Linked DNA regions of Ovis aries: region 2 is linked to region 1. Evidence: chromatin contacts called from public Hi-C data. All regions are on one chromosome and are shown on one strand. The core of a region is the stretch at or near the end of the contact, and the rest is flanking DNA. Distances in the headings are between cores, read along the strand shown.

Region 1 (3,329 bases), core at 247-2,746:
TTTTTAACCAGCAGCACAGGCCTGGGAGCTGCCATTGTTCCTCGGGTTTCTCACTGCTGTTCTTTTCATTCCTGAATTCATAGTCCTAGAAGCCCGATTTTCTATAACCTGACCCCCCCCCCAAAAAAAAGTCATCCCAACTCCTTCATTATATCAACTGCAATGTTTTTGCTTACACCGGCTTATAGTTTTGATCTGACTCCTCCTCAGTGGGGGCTGTCAAGCATCAGAAGCAGAAGAGATCCTATTTGCCCCCATCTCCTCTTCTCTGGTTTTGAAGAAAATTTTCCTTCCAAGTGTTTTAGGACCAGTAGCTCCTTTCCCAACTGTATCATTACTTTGCAAGGGCCATTCATTCACACCTGAGTATGAACCAGCCTCTTTCCAAATGGAATGTACACTAGGATCAGGGCTCGGGGGAATGGGGCTGCATTTGGGAGTGGGGTTGGGGGCACTAGGGTCTGCCTTTCTGAGTGTGTGCTCAGTTGCTGTGTTGTGTCTGACTCTTTGAGATCCCATGGACTGTAGTCGGCCAAGCTTCTCTGTCCATGGGATTTTCCTGGCAAGAATACTGGAGTGGGTTGCCATTTCCTCCTCCAGGGGATCCTCCTGACCCAGGGATCAAACCCTCGTCTCTTGCATCAGCAGGTGGATTCTTTATCACTGAGGGTAGAGGGCAGAAGCTGAAGGGCTCAGATCCCTCCTACCGGCTCTCACATCAGGAGCCAAGTCCCATGGTTGAGCAAGTATGATGCCCCCAGGTCCTTTAGCCAACACCTCTCTGTCCAGAAGTTTGGGCTTCAGGCAGCAAATTTGAAGACAGTTCATCCTTAGAGATCATAACACCATTGGACAGGATGCTGCCAAGCAATGTTGAACCAAGCGATGTCTTTACCCTTGCTGTACCTTTCTCCTAGGATGCTCTTTCCCCAGAGTTTCCCATGGCTGCTTCCCAAATATCACCTCCCAGAGAGCCCTTCCCTCGACCGAAATTGGCCCTCCCTCCGACCCTTACCTCTACACAAGCTCATCACTCGCTTTATTTTCTTTTTGGCTCTTAGGAATAATGTTGCTATGATCCTTTGGGTATGAGTTTTTGTGTGAACAAGTTTTAATTCTCTTGGGTAGATACCCAGGAGTCAAATTGCTGGGTCATATGGTAACTCGACTATTAACTTTCGGAAGAACTCTCCGAAAGAACTCTTCGGAAGAACTTCAGCATTTACCACAAAAAGACATTGTCTGTGTTTTCCTTTAGAGTGTAAGCCCTCTTCACTCTGGTTCCATAACTCCCCTCCAACCTACTTGGTCCTACTTAGCACAGGGTTGCACCAGGCGCCTCCGAAGCTTCTGAACCCGTGAAGCGGACGCCTCCTACAGCGCTGCCGCCTTGAGCTCCCCCTGGCGGCCGAAGGACGTCACTGCTCCAGACCAACACAAACGCGTGGACACTGCCTTGGACTCTGCTTTGCTTTATACCCGAGGACAAGAGAGGTAGAGGCCCCAACGAAGGGGCATGGTAAGTAGTGGGCGGAACATTTAGTGTGTGTGGGAGGGGTCCAGGAGTCGGGTAGTGGGCGGGGCCTAAAAGGGCGTGATCGCTAAGGAGGGCTCCTTTCAGCTCCAGTAGAGTGGGCGGGGCACAGGGCGACGGGGCGTGGTCCCCTGCGACCCGCTCCTGAAGGTGGGCAGGGCCTCGGTGGCTCTTGCGGGACCTGCGGCGCCTACATGCTGGACACAACCCCGTTGGGCTCCATGTCGGTGAGGTTGCCTCGCAGGTCCTGCTCCTCCTCAAAGGCCTTGAACAGTGAATTGAAGTTGCCGGCTCCAAAACCCTGGGGCGGGAGAAAGGAGATGAGCTGCGGGGCCCAGAAAGCCACCCGCCGAGGACAGGCGGTCCTTAGTGGTACCTGGTGATTGTGGCGCTGAATGACTTCCAGGAAGAGCGTGGGCCGGTCCTGCATGGGTTTGGTGAAAATCTGCAGGAGGTAGCCTTTCTCGTCGTAGTCCACCAGGATCTTCAGCTCCTAGGTAGGAGGCAGGGGACTAGGTAAGGGGCAGTCTGGCCCCGCCCCAGCCTGAAATGGTGGGATTCTTAGAAAGGCCATGGGGGTTCCCGCACCCCCAAAGCCAAGAAAAGACCATTTTCTGCAGCAGTTCCAGACACTTCCAAATAGATCCCCCAAATGTCCTCTTAGCACCTCCCCACTTCAGCCCCTGTGTCAGCCACCTAAGGCTGGTGTGGACCACCCAAGTACCACCCACACAGCTCTCCAGTGCTTCTGCTTTTGTCTCCTTACAATCCATCTTCCACACAGACAGAAATCTTTTAGAAATCACATCCCCTGTTTCCATTCGGCAATGGAAACTAGAACTCTCCTATGTGGCTGCTGGGAATGTAGAATGGTACAGCTGCTGTGGAAAACAGTCTGAGAGTTCTTCCAAAAGTTAATAGTCGAGTTACCATATGACCCAGCAATTTGACTCCTGGGTATCTACCCAAGAGAATTAAAACTTGTCCACACAAAAACTCATACCCAAAGGATCATGGCAACATTATTCCTAAGAGCCAAAAAGTAAAAACAAATATCTGTCAGTGGATGAATGGATAAGCAAAATGTGGTCTCTTCATCCAATGGAATATTATTCAGTTTTATAAAAAGGAACACAGCACTGACACAGGTGTCATGGATGAACCTTGAAAACTTTATGTTGAGTGAAAGAAGTCAGTCACAAAAGGTTACATAGTATATGATTCTATTTATATACATGTTTAGAAGAAAGCAACTCTATAGAGACAGAAATCAGTGATTACCTAGGGCTAGGGGTGAGGAGAAGGTAGATGGAGAGATTGGGAGGTGGTGGCTAAGAAGTCTGAGGTCTCTTTTGAAAGTGATGAAAATGTTCCAAAATTGATTTTGATGATTGTTGCATAATATAGTGAATAGCCAAAAACCACTGAATTGTGTTTTTTTTTAAATGACATGTTCTTTGACTTATATATCAATAAAATTGTTAAAAATAAAGCCAAGAAAACCTCCAAAAAAAAAAAAAAAGAAAGAAAGAAAAACCAAACCCAAACCTCCAGTGGTTTCTGACCGCAGAAGAAAAAATCCAGACTCCTAAATAGCCTACCAGAGGAACAGAGGTCTACCTCTGTGACCTGGGCCACTCTTCGAACATTTCCTTTCATCCACTCTGGCCCTCTTTCTGTTCTTAGATACTCAGAGCTTGCTGCTGCCTCAGGGCCTTTGCACTTGCTATCTCTTCTGCCAGGACTGTTCTTTCTTTAGACCTTCATGCAGCCAACTGCCTCTCATCATCTAGAT
Region 2 (3,354 bases), core at 198-2,697, 37 kb before region 1:
TCCTAACCTTTGCTCCCCAATGTTGATTCAGCCCAGAGGGGAGTCGGGGCATGAGGTAAGCTCCTCGAGGGTACCAGCAGCAGCAGTGTTACTGGAATCTTCCCATTGGCTGTGCTCCTCCCACCATCCCCCAACAATAGGGACGCTGAAGACTGTGAGGGGATCTGCACCAATACACTTGTCTTGGGAGCTGCAGGTGGCAGAAAGAACCTTATTTGGACCTACATCTCCTAGAGCTCTGCTCCTTCTTCAGCGCCAAGAAGAAACAGAAGTGTAGCCACAGAGTCCGAGAACCACAGGCTCAGAATGACAGACCACAGAATTCCAGAGCCAGGCCCCACAGTCCATGGAATCCCAGAAACAGGGGACTCGGAATTTATAGCTACAGGGCCCTAGAGTCTCAGGACTGTCAGCCACAGAACCCTGGCATGACAGGCTCTGATCTGAAGCCCAGAGTATTCTACAAAATAGGACCCAGAAATGCAGCCTACGAATCCTTAGCAGCAGGGGACTCAGATCAGCAGCCCACGGAATCTTAAGAGACCACAGCATGTAACACACGACATCCTGGAATCTTGGTAAACAGAAACAAAACCCACGGTTTTCTAGAACCACAGGAGAGGAACGACGCTGTGAGCCTTCAGAACATCAGCACTAGGAGGGCAGCGCAGAAGCTCACCTCTTCCAAACACCCTCCTTTTACAGATGGGGTGACTCTGTCCGGCTTCCAGCACCACCCAGCCAGGCGGTGGTGAACGGGTTCCCAGCCAGCTCCTCTCGAGGAGTGACGGGATGTCGGGGTCCGGAGAGGCAGGAAGGCGGGCGGGATGGCCCAGCGCGGGGATTCCCCTCAGGGGGAAACCCTGCAGGCGGACCCTAGGACCCTCTCCGCCCAGACGCACTCACCGGCGGTGTCGTAGAGGTTCAGGGTCACCTCCTTGCTGCCCACGGTCACGCTGGCTGTGTACTTCTCGAACACGGATGGGGCGTAGTGCTGTCGGAGAAGGGGTCATGTCGGTTTTTAAGGGGTGCAGCGGGTGCCCAGATTCCAGCTGGACCCCCACCCCTACCTTCCATCTTCAGCCGATCTCGCTCAGCCCCACACCCCTACTCTGCTGGGCTCTGGAATTCCCGAGGGGGCGCCCCTGGGTGACGGCCGCCTCTTCGTAATCAGGATGCCAGGGACCTGGGGTCCGGGCTCGGGGCGCAGGCTGAGGTCCTCCCGTCGCCCCTCGTGGTCCCAAGTCCTTCCCCCAATCCCGCCCCCAGCCTACCTGCCTGCAGCCCCCCCGGCGAGCCTCACCTCGGGGAAAGAGCCCTGGCTGTACACCATGAGCAGCGAAGTCTTGCCGCAGCCGCCGTCGCCTACGATCACAATCTTCAGCTCCTTCCGGCCGGAGCCCGGGGCGGCGGTTGCGGCCGGGGCCGGGGCCCCAGCAGCGTCCATAGCCAAGAGCCGGCAGCACTGGCAGCCGCTCCGGGGGTAGAGCGCCGGGGTTGAGTGATCGGAGGCGGGGTGGGAACTGACCCAGGGGCGGGGCTAAGAGAAGCCCCGCCCTCGGCACCTCCTCCGCCAGGCAGCCAACCGGACTGACTTGTCTCATTCCCAGGGAAACTGAGGCAACTGAGAAATGGAGAGCTCGGCGGCAGTGGCAGCTCCCATCTCCCCTGCGCATCACTGTGCGCCCCTCACCGGCAAGATCCGATCGTTTCCGCCTCTTCCCGCCCGGCATCCTTGATTGGCAGGCTGTCTTCGGGCAGAGAGCCTTTGATTGGCCGATTTGACCTCCCCATTGGATCGCATCCTTTTGATTGGCAGGATGTCCCCAACATGCCGGTTTGAAGAGCCTTGGTCTCAATCGCTAGGAAAAAGCCCCCACCTGCGCCTCGCCCCAGTTATATGGCCTTGGGGAAGTCCGCTCTGACTGCAATTTCCCCCAGAAGGTAGCATCGGCGGTGCCCAAGATCCTAGCATGAGGGTCAAGTCGGCCCACCTGATCGATCTGGGAGTCTGGGAGTCCGTGTGCGGGCTGGGGAATAGCAGTCCTGCTTACCTATCACCCCACCTCCCAAAGGTGGAGGTCTGGCGCCCTCTGCCGGGCGATGGCATCGGCGCGGCGACTTTGGGAACAAGTGAACAGACCCAGAACAATGTCCGCGTGGCCCCAAACCACGCGGGCGGGAGCCTCTTTCTAGCAAGGCCCAGAGGCGTGAGCAGAGAAAGACTCCATCGAGGAGGGGACAGGAAAGGCCAGGGTAGATGTAGTTGCGACCAGCTGGGTCCCCTTTGGTCCACTTCAGACTGATTACCCCCACCTCCACCAAGACAATTTGTTTTTTTCCAGACAGCAGAAATACCTATCCTTCTCAAGCTGTTTCCCTGACCCTCCTACCCCATGACCACAATGGCTATTTGCTGAGCATTTACTCTGGATGAGTACTCTCAGGGAGGCTGGCTGAAACCACCCTGCCCCCATCCCTCCTTGCACTTTGGGCTGGGCTTTGCACAAATTAGGCCAGTGGTCCGGAGGTGCAGAGGGGTCCCGAGGAGACAGGCACCAGGGCATGGTTAGGTGAGAAAGCAGGGTCTTTCCCAGCTAGGATAGGATCTCTGATAATTTCCTCAGAGAAGGGCTGGCAGGACTCAGGATCTTCTTGCCCCCACCCCGAAGGCTCCCCATTTTCAAGCACTCAGCAAGGATCAGGTAAAGTTTATTTCCAGAGGAAGTTGCCAGCCTGGCAGTTCCATAAATGCCAGGTCAACGTTTTCAGCGGCTGCAAGGCATAATCTGACCACCAGATGGCAGCAGAGACTGCCCCTGGAAGCTTTCACAGAGCACAGACCTGGGGAAGAGAGAAGCCCAGCTCCAGGCTGTTAAGAGAGCCCTCAAGAACCCCTAGAAAAATTTACAGCGATTCATTCATTTTTTGCAGTACAAGTTTATTGAGAGGCAACTGTGTTCCTGCTTTTGAGGAATTCAGTCTTGGGGGAAGCAGTCTAAAGGAGTCTGCAAGATGTGAACTATTTAGACCAGAGCCCCTGTGGGATTCTCAGAGAGCTGGGTAGTTAGTACATGAACTAAGCTTGGCAGTGCTGGCAGGAAGGGCCAATGGAAGTAGGATGGGCGCCCAGCTTGAGTAAATGCATGGTGGCTGGAAAGCCCCATCAAGTTTGGCAATGGCTGGGGCGTGAGAGAGGCAAGATATGGCTGTCAAGGAAACCAAGGCATAGACCATGGAGGCCTGGCTGCCAGGCTCAAGACAGGAGTCAGACACAGGCTCTGAACAGAAGAGCCAAGCCAAAGCTCTCTCCGGTGACTGAGGAGGAGCTGTGATTGGCTGGTGAGGCCATGG

Evidence for each region. Hi-C and Micro-C count contacts between places; a contact is called where the count stands out from the background.
Region 2: a contact with region 1 is called in a Hi-C map of skin fibroblasts, with 4 times the contacts expected there. The contact joins the promoter of RHOF here to the enhancer-like site in region 1. A contact is called at or near these places in 8 of 16 Hi-C or Micro-C datasets (blood, mixed tissues, omental adipose tissue and 3 more).

What each region holds. Positions count from the first base shown.
Region 1 is chr17:53,501,753-53,505,081 of ARS-UI_Ramb_v3.0, reverse strand. It overlaps HPD (4-hydroxyphenylpyruvate dioxygenase), which reads right to left. Exons shown (of 14, transcript XM_004017344.4): 13 at 1,911-2,027; 14 at 1,457-1,835. The coding sequence ends at 1,725. Among named protein-coding and RNA genes, the nearest start is that of HPD, 12 kb to the right of the region's middle. Within about 2 kb of position 1,496, at least 7 of the 54 cell types and tissues checked have an H3K27ac peak or open chromatin away from gene starts, as enhancers often do.
Region 2 is chr17:53,538,974-53,542,327 of ARS-UI_Ramb_v3.0, reverse strand. RHOF (ras homolog family member F, filopodia associated) reads right to left here and starts at 1,447. Exons shown (of 5, transcript NM_001127285.1): 1 at 1,304-1,447; 2 at 907-994. The coding sequence starts at 1,447.